Regions from separate parts of the Sus scrofa genome. Here region 1 is linked to region 2. Evidence: chromatin contacts called from public Hi-C data. All regions are on one chromosome and are shown on one strand. Each heading gives the region's core, a stretch centred on a gene start, on an enhancer-like site or on the middle of the called end of the contact. The rest is flanking DNA. Distances are from core to core; before and after follow the strand shown.

Evidence for each region. Hi-C and Micro-C count contacts between places; a contact is called where the count stands out from the background.
Region 1: a contact with region 2 is called in a Hi-C map of liver, with 2.6 times the contacts expected there. The contact joins the promoter of BLVRB here to the promoter of PRX in region 2. A contact is called at or near these places in 8 of 47 Hi-C or Micro-C datasets (embryonic fibroblasts, epiblast stem cells, heart right ventricle and 2 more) and 2 of 2 datasets of contacts at active chromatin or transcription factors (alveolar macrophages and skeletal muscle).

What each region holds. Positions count from the first base shown.
Region 1 is chr6:48,724,338-48,729,910 of Sscrofa11.1, forward strand. BLVRB (flavin reductase (NADPH)) reads right to left here and starts at 4,096. Exons shown (of 5, transcript XM_003355917.4): 1 at 3,917-4,096. The coding sequence starts at 3,995. SPTBN4 (spectrin beta chain, non-erythrocytic 4) reads left to right here and starts at 5,502. Exons shown (of 36, transcript XM_021094394.1): 1 at 5,502-5,573.
Region 2 is chr6:48,690,330-48,695,930 of Sscrofa11.1, forward strand. It overlaps PRX (periaxin), which reads right to left and starts at 1,431. Exons shown (of 9, transcript XM_003355926.5): 1 at 1,405-1,431.

The DNA.
Region 1 (5,573 bases), core at 2,846-5,345, 37 kb after region 2:
AGGGCTCTCTCTCTACCATGAGGACACAGCAAGAAGGCAGCCATCGATAAGCCAGGAAAAGGGCCCTCACCAGAAACCAAACCTGTTGGTCCATTGATCTTGAACTTCCCAGTTTCTATGACTGTGAGAAATAAATGTCTATTGTTTTAGCCACCCGGTCAATGGCATTTTGTTATAGCAGCCTGAGCTAAAACAGCCTCTAGGAGTTCCCTGGTGGCCTAGCAGTTAAGAATCTGACATTGTCACCGCTGTGGCTTGGGTTTGATTCCTGGCATGAGAACTTCCACATACCGCAGGTTAGGCCAAAAAAAAAAAAAAAGACAAGAAAGTGAAAAGACAATCCACAGAATGGGGGGGGAGGTTGCAAATCAAATCTTCTCCAAGAAACTTCTATTTAGAATATATAAAGAGGAGTTCGTGTCGTGGCTCAGAGGTAATAAACCTGACTAGCTAGCATCCGTGAGGATGCAAGTTCGATCCCTGGCCTCACTCAGTGGGTTAAGGATCCGGCATTGCCGTGAGCTGTGATGTAGGCTGGGAGCTGCAGCTCCAATGCAACCCCTAGCCTGGGAACCTCCATATGCTGCAGGTGCGGCCCTCAAAAGACTAAAAAAAGAAAAATAAAAAATAAATAGACTATATAAAGAACTCCTATAGCTTGATGGTAAAAGATGAGTATTCAAAACTGGACAAAAGATCTGAATAGACATCTCTCCAAAGAAAATAAATGAATGGTCGCTAAACACGTGAAAAGATACTCATTATCATCAGCCATCAGGGAGATGCAAATCAAAACCAGGGTGAAGTACCATTTCATACCCATGAGGATGGCATAACCAAAACGCCATCATAAATGCTGGCATGCACATGGGGAAACTGGAACCCTCATCCACTGCTGCTGGGAATGGTGAATGATACAGCTGCTTTGGAAAACAACCTGGCAGGTCCTCCAGAGGGTCAACATACTGTTAACATGCAACCCAGCAATTCCACTCCTAAGTATGCCCCCCATAGAAATGAAAACATTAGGTTCACACAAAAACTTGTAAGTGAATGGTGATAGAGGCATTACTCATCATAGCCAAAAAGGGGAAACAATGCAAATTTCCATTAACCGAAGGGATAAATAAAATGTGGTATAGCCATACCACCGAATGGTATTCGGCAATAAAAAGAAACGTCGCACCGATACATGCTGCGACATGCACAAACTTGGAAAAAAATATTTTTTAGTTAGTGACGAAGTCAGTCATAAAGAGCCACGTAGTGTATGATTCCATTTATGTGAATGGCCCGGAACAAACAAATCCATACAACGCCAGATCCGAGCCACATTTTCGACCTACGCCATAGCTCATGGGAACGTCAGATCCGCAACCCACTGAGTGAGGACAGGGATTGAACCCACGTCCTCAAGGATACTAGTCAGGTTCATAAATTGTGGGTATTTTGGAGGAGAAACATGTTCTCGCAAACAGTGAGAGTTTTGACACGGGCCGGGCACAAGAGTGCCCATTAGTGTTACCTTATTGGCGATTAGTGGCATTTATTGAGAGCCTTCTATGTGCCAAGTGTTGTGCTATGCTCTTTCCACAGATAAATGATTTTTTTTCCAAAAAATTTTAATAACAACTCACATTTAAATTTAAATAGCCACATGTGGCGAATGGCTACCATCACAAACTATAGTTTTAGAATTTGCAGATTTTACCTTTTACAAAGAAAACAACATTTGCAAAGACTTATTTCCAAACCTTTTCCTTTTCTTTTTTTTCCAAATCCTTTACTTCATATTTTTCTCTTAATTTTTGGCTCTTTTTTTTTGGCCACACCCAGGGCATGCAGAAATTCCCAGGCTAGGGAAGGAACTCAAGCCATGTCAGTGACAAACCAGATCCATAACCTGATGAGCCACCAGGGAACTCCTGTTAACTTTTTATTTTGAAATAAATTCAGACCTACAGGAAAGTTGTACGATCTTGATTCTCATATTTGCTTTATCTTTCTTTCCTTGTGTATATAATAATACACATAACATATATAATTATATATGTGTACAAAATGTTCCCCTAATTATGTGAGGGTAAGTTGTAGATTATGCCTCTTTTAAGCCATTTTTATCTCAACCCTCAGTACAAAATAGATTTCACTGCCTAATCCAGTATCCAAAAAAACTCTATGTATATAACTCAAACAAAAGTTTCATAAAACCCATTTTAACATGTGATACATTGATATTATTGTGACCAATTAAATATATCTCAGAACTGCACTAGGATCCATAGTTTGAAAAGCTGCAGACTACAACGATCCCACAAAGTAGGTTGTATTATATGCCCATTTTGAGGATGGGGGAAACTGAGGCAATTTTAGGTAATCAGGCCAGGACCACACAGCTATAATCTGAGTTCACTCAGCCAAGGAGTGCCTATTAAGTGCCCTTTATATGCTGGGCACCCTTTGAGGTATTTTCCATATATGACTTCATTTCATCATCACAAGAGCCCAAGGTCAAGTTCCACTAGTTCCATCCCCTCTTTGCAGATATCTAGGTACACAGATGACAAGGCATCCGACCACACCGGTGGTACGCAGTAGAGCTGGGGTTTGAAAGTGGACAGATGGGCACCAGAGTCTGTGCTAGTCAGAACTCAGCCCTACAGAATCAATGAGCTAAATAAAAGCTCAGCTCATTTAAGCCCCTCCTGTTTTGGATGGGGACAGCGAGGTTCTGGCTCGCCCGTAGCTCTGAAGGGACCTGGCAGAGTCACTGAGAAGGCAGGTGTAGTTCCGGCTGTGACCAGCAGTGTGGATAAATGAAATTCCACAGAATCCTGGTTTAAGGGAGAGGTAGTCACGTGGAAATCTGGATCATCAGGGTGACTCAGCACCTTTCAACTTCGTCCTCTACTTCCTCCTCTAGAAACGTGTATCAGCAAATTTGTTTCCCCTCTCCCCACAAGTCAAGATCCTCCCTAGGTCTTCCTGGGGAAGGGGGAGAGCTGCAGGCCTAATGGGGAACTTTCAGGCAGAGTCCCTGCAAGGGAGAGCTGGGCTAGGAGACAGCTGAGAGTAGGATCCTGGCAGCCTCCACCCTTTGGGGGCACCCAGATAGTCAATATCTTCAGCATCACCAAGACCAGCAAGGGTGGGACCGTTTATCTGGAAGAGCCAGCCTCCACTGGGGGTTGGTGAACTCTGCAAGGTGGGGGCAGGGGATGGCTTATCCCCTTTCCTGGAGCAACTCCATATTTTCAGCCCTCGTTGGCTTTCCTAGGACCAGTGTCCCCAAGTCTTCAGTGACCTACCTTCCATCAGGTGCTCACGGCAACACACTCCCCAGCCTCTTGAACTTTAAGCCTTGGTGTCCAAACCAAGAACTTTTAGCAGCTGAGAGCATGTGCTGGGTACAAATAACAACACTGCCACTTTCTGGCTGGGTGACAGTGGACAAGTCACTCTCTGGGCCTCAGTTTTCTCATCTGTCAAGTGAGGTGATACTAGTTCCCATCTCACCTGAGAGCTGGGACTATTTAATACAAATGAAGAGAAGGCAGAGCTGGGAGTCCCATGCCTGGCTTAGTTAAGCCCTTGCTGGGTGTGCAAACCACTACCGCCCACCACCACCACCACCACCACCACCACCACCACCATCACCACCACCACCACCATAACAGCATTTCATAAGAGCATTGGATTTAAACTTGTCACCACAGTCCCCTAGCCTCCCAGGGCCAATTCCTTTCCCTTGGACTCACATAAAATTGGACCTCATACTGTCCCCAACCTCTGCCCCCGTGGCCACTTGCTTTGCCCCTGAGTCCTCACACACCAAGGCACACCGGGTCCCATGATGTCCCTTCCTAAAGTTCTGGCCCTGCACCCGGTGACATCCCATGCCCGCCCCAGCTCATGCCTGCTTGCACCGCCTGCGCCAGGGTGGTGAGCCCGGTTCTGCCAGTGGCGCCGAAGATCGCAATCTTCTTGACAGACATGCTGCAGGGACGTAGGGTTGCGAGGCCGCGGAGTCACAGGACGCGCGGGAACCGACTGGCTGCTGGGCCGCCCTCTGCGTCCTTCCCTAGCGGGAGGAACGGGGCGGGGCCGCCCCGAGGGCCACGCCTCAGCCCACCTCCAGCCTCAGGCTTAGGCTGAGGAGCGAGTCCAAAAGGCCACGCCTCCAGCTAAGAATAGGGTGGGCGGGGCGGGCCAGCACCGCCCTCTGGGCCCGCCACTTAGACTGGGAGGCGTGGCTGTATCCGGCCATCGATTCAAGTGGCCCCGGGGCTCCGCCTCCGCGCTCCAGCCTCCCAGGGGGAGGCGGGGCGAGCTCGGGCCACGCCCACCGCTCTCTCCTCACTCACGCCCCTTCTCTCTGGGCCACAAGGCAGATCGGAGATTCACACTAAGCCCCAGGGCCTCCTCGAGGTTGCAAGGGAAGAAAGGGAGGGAGGACGGTGTGGGTGTGACACTGTGTAACTGCGTGTCTGTGAGCCCATGTGACCCTGAGTGTCTCTGTAAACAACCCCAAGGGAGACCATAATTGTGGGTGACACCATGTGCCATCTGCTGTGTACAACACCTTATTACAGTGTGAGACTGTGTGACGCTACGTGTGGCAAGTTATTGTGTGACCTTGTAGTGTCACTAAGTGACAGTGTGTCAGTCTGTGATGCTGTGTGCATCCATGACTCTGGGGTATATTGTGTGAGTGTGGAACACGTGTGCGATGTGTTACATGCGAGTATGTGACTCAGAGTGTGACAGTGTGTGACACTGCATGTGTCATGTGAGGTGTGTGACACTGACACCATTTGAGTGTGGCTGTGGGTGTTACTGTTGTGTTTCTATTTGTGAACTCTATGTGATGTATGAGTGTGACGGTGCAGGATGTGTGACCTTCATGTGAGTGTGCAACTGATGTGACAAGTTTGAGTGTGAAAAAGTGTGTGACACTGTGTGATGGTGAAGCTGTGTGTGATGTGTATGACACTCTTTGTGACCCCATGTTAGTGTGTGACATATGTGTGTTTGTATATGACTCCAAGTGAATGGTGGTGGCACTATTCGAGTGTTCTACAGTGTGTGACGCTGTCGGGCACTGTTCCAGGGCGCGACTTCGTGTGAGCTTGTGACTGCGTGAGACAGTTTGAATATTTGACCCTGCGTGACCCCATGTAAGGGGGTAACAGCGTGAGCGTGTGGATATGAATAGTATTTGTGACGCTGTATGTGACCCCGTATGTGTGTGGCCGTGTGGGAGTGTGCGACCCCGTGGGAATGTGTGTGTGTGACGCTACCACCGGCCCCTGCAGCTGTGCAGCGCACGCTGTGGCCGGGTGTGTGACCGCGCGTGGGCCAGCGCCGCGGGCGGCCGGGGTTGGCGGGAGACCGCGGGCGGGAGGGGGTCCGGGGGCGCGCCGAGCGCGACGGCCGCGCGAGCCGGAGGAGGCGCGCCGGCGGCGGCGGCGGCGCATGCGGATCTGGCCGAGCGGCGGGGCTGGTGGGGCCGAGCAGAGCCGGGCCGGGCCGGGCCGGGCCGGGCCGCGGACACCAACAGGGAGGGCAGTCGG
Region 2 (5,601 bases), core at 181-2,680:
GTTGCTGGTGCCGCTTGGAGACTCAGCACCCCACCAGCACTATTCCCTGGCTTCCAGACCCAAGCAAGGCCCCCACTGGTTCCTGGGGCCCCTAAAATAAACTTCCATATCCTGGCTGTGAGATCTTCAGCAAGTTAAAGCATACTTCTGGGCTTCAGTTTTTCATCTCTAAAACAAGGATGGGGGCATTTCATGGTGGCCTAGCAGTTAAGGACCCAGCGTTGTCACTGCTGTGGCTCAGGTTACTGCTGCAGTGCAGGTGCAAACCCTGGCCGGAGAATTTCCACGTGCCGAAGGTGTGGGGGAAAACATTAAAATAAATAAATGAGTTCCCGTCGTGGCGCAGCAGAAACAAATCTGACTAGGAACCATAAGGTTTTGGGTTCGATCCCTGGCATCACTCAGTGGGTTAAGGACCCAGCATTGCCGTGAGCTGTGGTGTAGGTCGCAGATGCGGCTCGGATCTAGTGTTGCTGAGGCTGTGGCATAGGTGGCAGCTACAGCTCTGATTAGACCCCTAGCCTGGGAACCTCCATATGCCATAGGTTTGGCCCTAAAGGACAAATAAATAAATAAATAAACCCATACATAATTGAATGAAAAAAACGAGCTTAGTAAAAGTGCCCACCTTATGGGTTTGGTGAAGATAAAATGAGTTAAAAGAGACTAAAAACTTTGAAAAATGCCTGGCACAGAGAGGATGCTACTTACACATATTTTGGGATTCACACAAATTAGGGGACCAGCTAGACCTGTCCCAGGGCTTTTAGCCTAAATGAAGAGGGCATGGGGGAGTCCTGCTTCTCTGTTTAATGGACTTGCCGTTTTGGGGGACACCTATCATGTACTAAATACTCTGCTGGACACCCAAAGCTCAGCTCTTGGAATCAAGGAGGTGGGTGGACAGATGATGACTAGTCTTGTTTTTTTGGTTTTTTTTTAGGCCACACCTGCAGCATATTGAAGTTCCCAGGTGAGGGGTCGAATTGGAGCTGCAGCTGCCAGCCTACACCACAGCCACGGCATAGCCGGATCCTTAACCCACTGAGCCCACTGACTGGGGCCAGGGATCGAACCTGCATCTTCATGGATACTAGTTAGACTCTTACCCTGCTGAGCTACAACAGGAACTCAGATGCCTAGTTTTTAGCTACACAATCAGGAGGTGGTAGAGCTGGGGTCGAACCCCAGTTCTTCTAGATCCCAGAGACGCTGCGACACTCTTCTGTCCCCTTCATATGACAGACAAGGAGGCTGAGAGAGGGTAATGCCCCCCCAAGGTCACCAACAGCAGGTAATTGGTAACACTAGGATTTCAACCCAGACCTGCCCAACTCCCACACCGAGGCCCCTGGGCCTCACCCTGATCCCCTGGTCCCCGGCCCCCAGCCTGCCCTGACTCACCAGACCCCGGGGGGCGGCAGAGGGAGCAGAGGTACTCCCACATGCCCCTCACACCCACCCGGCGCTGCCTCGGACGCTCCTGGCTGTTTGAGCCTGGGCCCGGGGCCGGGGCTGGGATGAGGCTGGGATTACCCCCAAAATGCATGTCAGCAGCTTCTGTCCCATTGTCCAGCCAGGCGCGGCCACCATGCCCTCACCTCGCCCCTCACATCAGCTCAGCTGGCCACTCTGCGAACCAGCCCCCCTCCCCCCACCACTGAGCAGTTGGGGCCTACTCCGAGGCCACAGGGGACCAGGAAGGGGCTGGCAGGATCCCAGAATGCTAGGGGCCTCCTCACTTCTCTCTGAAATGCCCCCGGCCCACTCTCAGCCACCGAGGAAGGCAGGAATGTGCTGAGCTCTGCGAAATGCCTTCCAGGCTTGGCAGCCACCAAGGGTTGGGGTGTGGCCAGAACCCAGCCAGAACCCTCCTCCCCGGGAGGGTAAAAGGGACAGTGTGGTCAGGACTGTGATGGGCCTGAGGAGACCCTTCCCCCATCGCGGACTCGCTCTGTCTCACTGATTGAGTCATCCAAACATGCCTCTGTTCACTTATTCACTCAACAAACATTCACAAGGCCTTGGTGGCAGGCCCTTTGCTGGGCCCTGGGGACACTGACAAACCTAAATTCACGAGGAGTGGGGAGCAGGCTCAGGACAGGATTCCTGGAGAAGGTGACATCTGGCATCAAACTGGAGGAGGAGGGAGCCAGGTCAAAGGGGCTTCCGCGTGGAGGGAGGAACAGGAGCCAAGCACCAGAGGGGTGAGAGGGAGCAGCCCATTTATCCAGTGTCAGCAAACAGTCAGTGAGCACCTGGTCTTGTGCCCAGCCCCACGGTGGATGGTGCTAGGACACTATGTGACCAAGATAGCCCAGGCCCGCTTTCAGGGTTCACAGTCCAACAGGGAGGCAGACCCAGAGCGGCCAGGGTTGTGGTGCAGGAATCACAGGCTGAGAGGTCGGGACCTGGCTGGGGAAGCCCAGGAAAGCTACCTGCTTCACTCTAGGAAGGAGGTCAGGGAAGGCTTCCCGGAGGAGGGAACCTATGAGCTGAGACTTGAACTACCCATAGGAGCTAGGTAAGAGAAGAGGGAGTGGAACAGCTTTATGGGCAGAGGGAACAGCCCATGCAAAGGATCTGAATCCAGACAGGGCTTGGCACATAGGAAATTTCCTGGAGCTGAGAGCTGTCATAGCTATGACCCCACAACTGCAAGCGCCCTTTCCTTTGTGTCTCCTTTCTTTTTTTTTTTTTTTTTTTTTTTTTTTTTGGTCTTTCTCTCTTTTTAGGGCCACACCTGCAGCATATGGAGGGTCCCAGGCTAGAGGTTGAATTGGAGCTGTAGCCACCTGCCTACACCACAGCCAAAGCAACGCCAGATCTAAGCTGCAGCTGTGACCTATGCCACAGCTCAGGGCAACGCCAAATCCTCAACCCACTGAGCGAGGCCAGGGTTTGAACCTGCAACCTCATGGTTCCTAGTCAGGTTTGTTTCCGCTGCACCACGACAGAAATTCCTGTATCTCCTTCTCATTTGTACATTTATTCACCAGCTATTCGCAGACACCTCCTCTGTATCCATCCCTGGGCTGGGAGGTGCTGGGGACACAGCAGACTGTGACTGTGCCCTCCACGGGACTCATAGTCCACAAGGGGGCATACATTAAAGAAATGACCAGTGAAGCGAGTGTGTAATTACACACTCAGCCGAGTGCTCTGAGAAATGGATCCAGGTCTGTAAGAGGGGCCTGGCACTCTGATACTGTCAGAAAGGGCAAGGAGGGCTTCTTGGAAGAGATGACGTTTGAGCAGGCACCCGAAGGATATATAAGATGGAGTTCCCGTTGTGGCTCAGTAGGTTAAGAACCTAACTAGTATCCATAAGGATGCAGGTTTGATCCCTGGCCTCACTCAGTGGGTTAAGGATCCGGCGTTGCCGTGAGCTGTGGTGTAGTTTGCAGATGCGGCTCAGATCCCGGGTTGCTGTGACTGTGGTGTAGGCCAGCAGCTGCAGCTCTGATTCGACCCCTAGCCTGGGAACTTCCCTATGCCATGGGTTCAGCCCTAAAAAGACAAAAAAAAGAAAAAAAAAAGAAAGAAAGAAAAACAATGATATATAGGAGTTCATGTAAAGCCACGGGTGGTTGATAAATAAGCATGGGTTTCATACAGAGGGAGCAGCCCGTGCAAAGGGTCCCTTTGAGAAACTGGTGAATGTGAGAGTGAGGGGAAGCTGAGGGGAGGGCCGCAGCCGGGCCTTGAGGAGGTACTGAGGCTTTGTCCTGAGGGCCCTGGGTACCCACAGGAGGGACAAAGTCAGAGCTAAGTTGTAATAACTGAGGGTGGGAAGAGTCTGACTACAGGCCAGACTGGAGCTGGGAAGAAAATTCACCCCTCACAGTTCAGAGTCAGACAGACAAGGAGGAAGGAACAGGCTATCCTGTCTCTCTCCGTGTCTGAGAGGGCAGGTATCCTTGCTTGTTCCCAGTCTTAGGGGACCAGCATTCAGTTTTTGTCACAAAGGAAGATGTTTGCTGTACATTTTTTGTGCCCACAGCAGGCAGACGTTCTGGGGCCAGGGATCAAACTCACACCACAGCAGTGACCCTGAGTCAGAGCAGTGGCAACACCAGGTCCTTAACCCTCTGAGCCACCAGGGAACTCCTAGCTGTACTTTTTTTTTTTTTTGTAGTTGCCCTTTAGCAGGCAAAGGAAGCCTCCTTTGCTAGTTTGCTGTGTTGCTGTGAGTTTTGCGGAGGACAACGTCTCTCGCTGTGTCTGTGTTTCCCTCTGTGTCTCTCTCTCTCCCTTTGTCTCTGTTCTCATTCTTTACCTCTCCTTCTCTGCATCTCTGTTTCTCATCTCTTCCTCTTTCTCTTGCTTTTCCTCACCCGAGGGGGGTGTGGCCATGGGAAGTGGAGTTTAGGGGGTGGCACCCGGGTCTGGGTTCCGGCCAAGGCCACCTCAATAAACACAGGACATCCTGCAGGGCTGGGAAGGAGGGGGAAGGCTGTCCTCAGGGACCACCCTCTCCCAACCCAGTCTGAGCCCAGCAGGAGCCCCGTCCCACCAAGTGCAGCCCAGGGAGATTGATATCTCCCTCCGCCCCGTCCTTTCTGTGGGCTCCGGTCCCCTGCCCGCCCTACTCAGCTCCAGCCCTGGGGGCCTGGTGCCTGGGTGCTTTCCCCTGGCTGTCCCCCATCCCTCGCACCCGCTGTGCCCTTCTCTGGCCTCAGTGTCAACCCCAGAGCTGCTCTTCCTCCCAGCCACCATCCCAGAGTGGCCCCACTGTCCCCAGGTCCCCCAGCTAGAGCCCTGGGCCTCACCTAGGCCCCTCCTCCATCACAGCTCATCACCCCCACAGCCTGTCCACTCTGGCATCTCTCCCGGCGTCTCCCAGCGCCTCCCCGCTGGACTTGGGTCCTCCAGTCTCACCCTCCCACCACCACAGCCATACGGCAGCCAAAGAGATCCACTGACGTCTAGACCTTTACCTCCATGCCTGCAAAGTCCCCCATCCAGGAGTTCCCACTGTGGCTCAGCGGTAACAAACCCAACTAGTATCCATGAGAATATGTGTTCGATCCTTGGCCTTGCTCAGTGGGTTAAGGATCCTGTGTTGCTGTGGCCTAGGCCAGCAGCTGCAGCTCCAATGTGACCCCTAGCCTGGGAACTTCCATATGCCTCAGATGAGGCCCTAAAAAGACAAAAGAAAGTCCCCCATCCAGGGCCTTGTGTGCCCTGGTCCTTGCCAGCCCCGCCAGCTCCATCACTCACCGCTTTCCTCCTTCTTTCCAATCAAACCCAGAACCTCCAGATTCTTGAAAAGATTGTAGGGTCCTTCACCCCTTAACCCTTGCACCCTAGCTCTTTTTTTTTTAATATTTTCTTTGAAAACAAATATCAATCTCCATTTTTTCTCTGACTATGCCTTGAAAACTTGGAATTGCTCTTACTGTTTGAACAAATCTCTGTGGACTCAATTTCATCTGTTCGGTGTTCCTCACTCCATTTCACATTCTCTCTCTCTTTTTTTTTTTTGCTTTTCAGGGCCGCATCCTTGACATATGGAGGTTCCCAGGCTAGAAGTTGAATGGGAACTGCAGCCGCTGGCCTACGCCACGATCCGAGCCACATCTGCAACCTAAACCACAG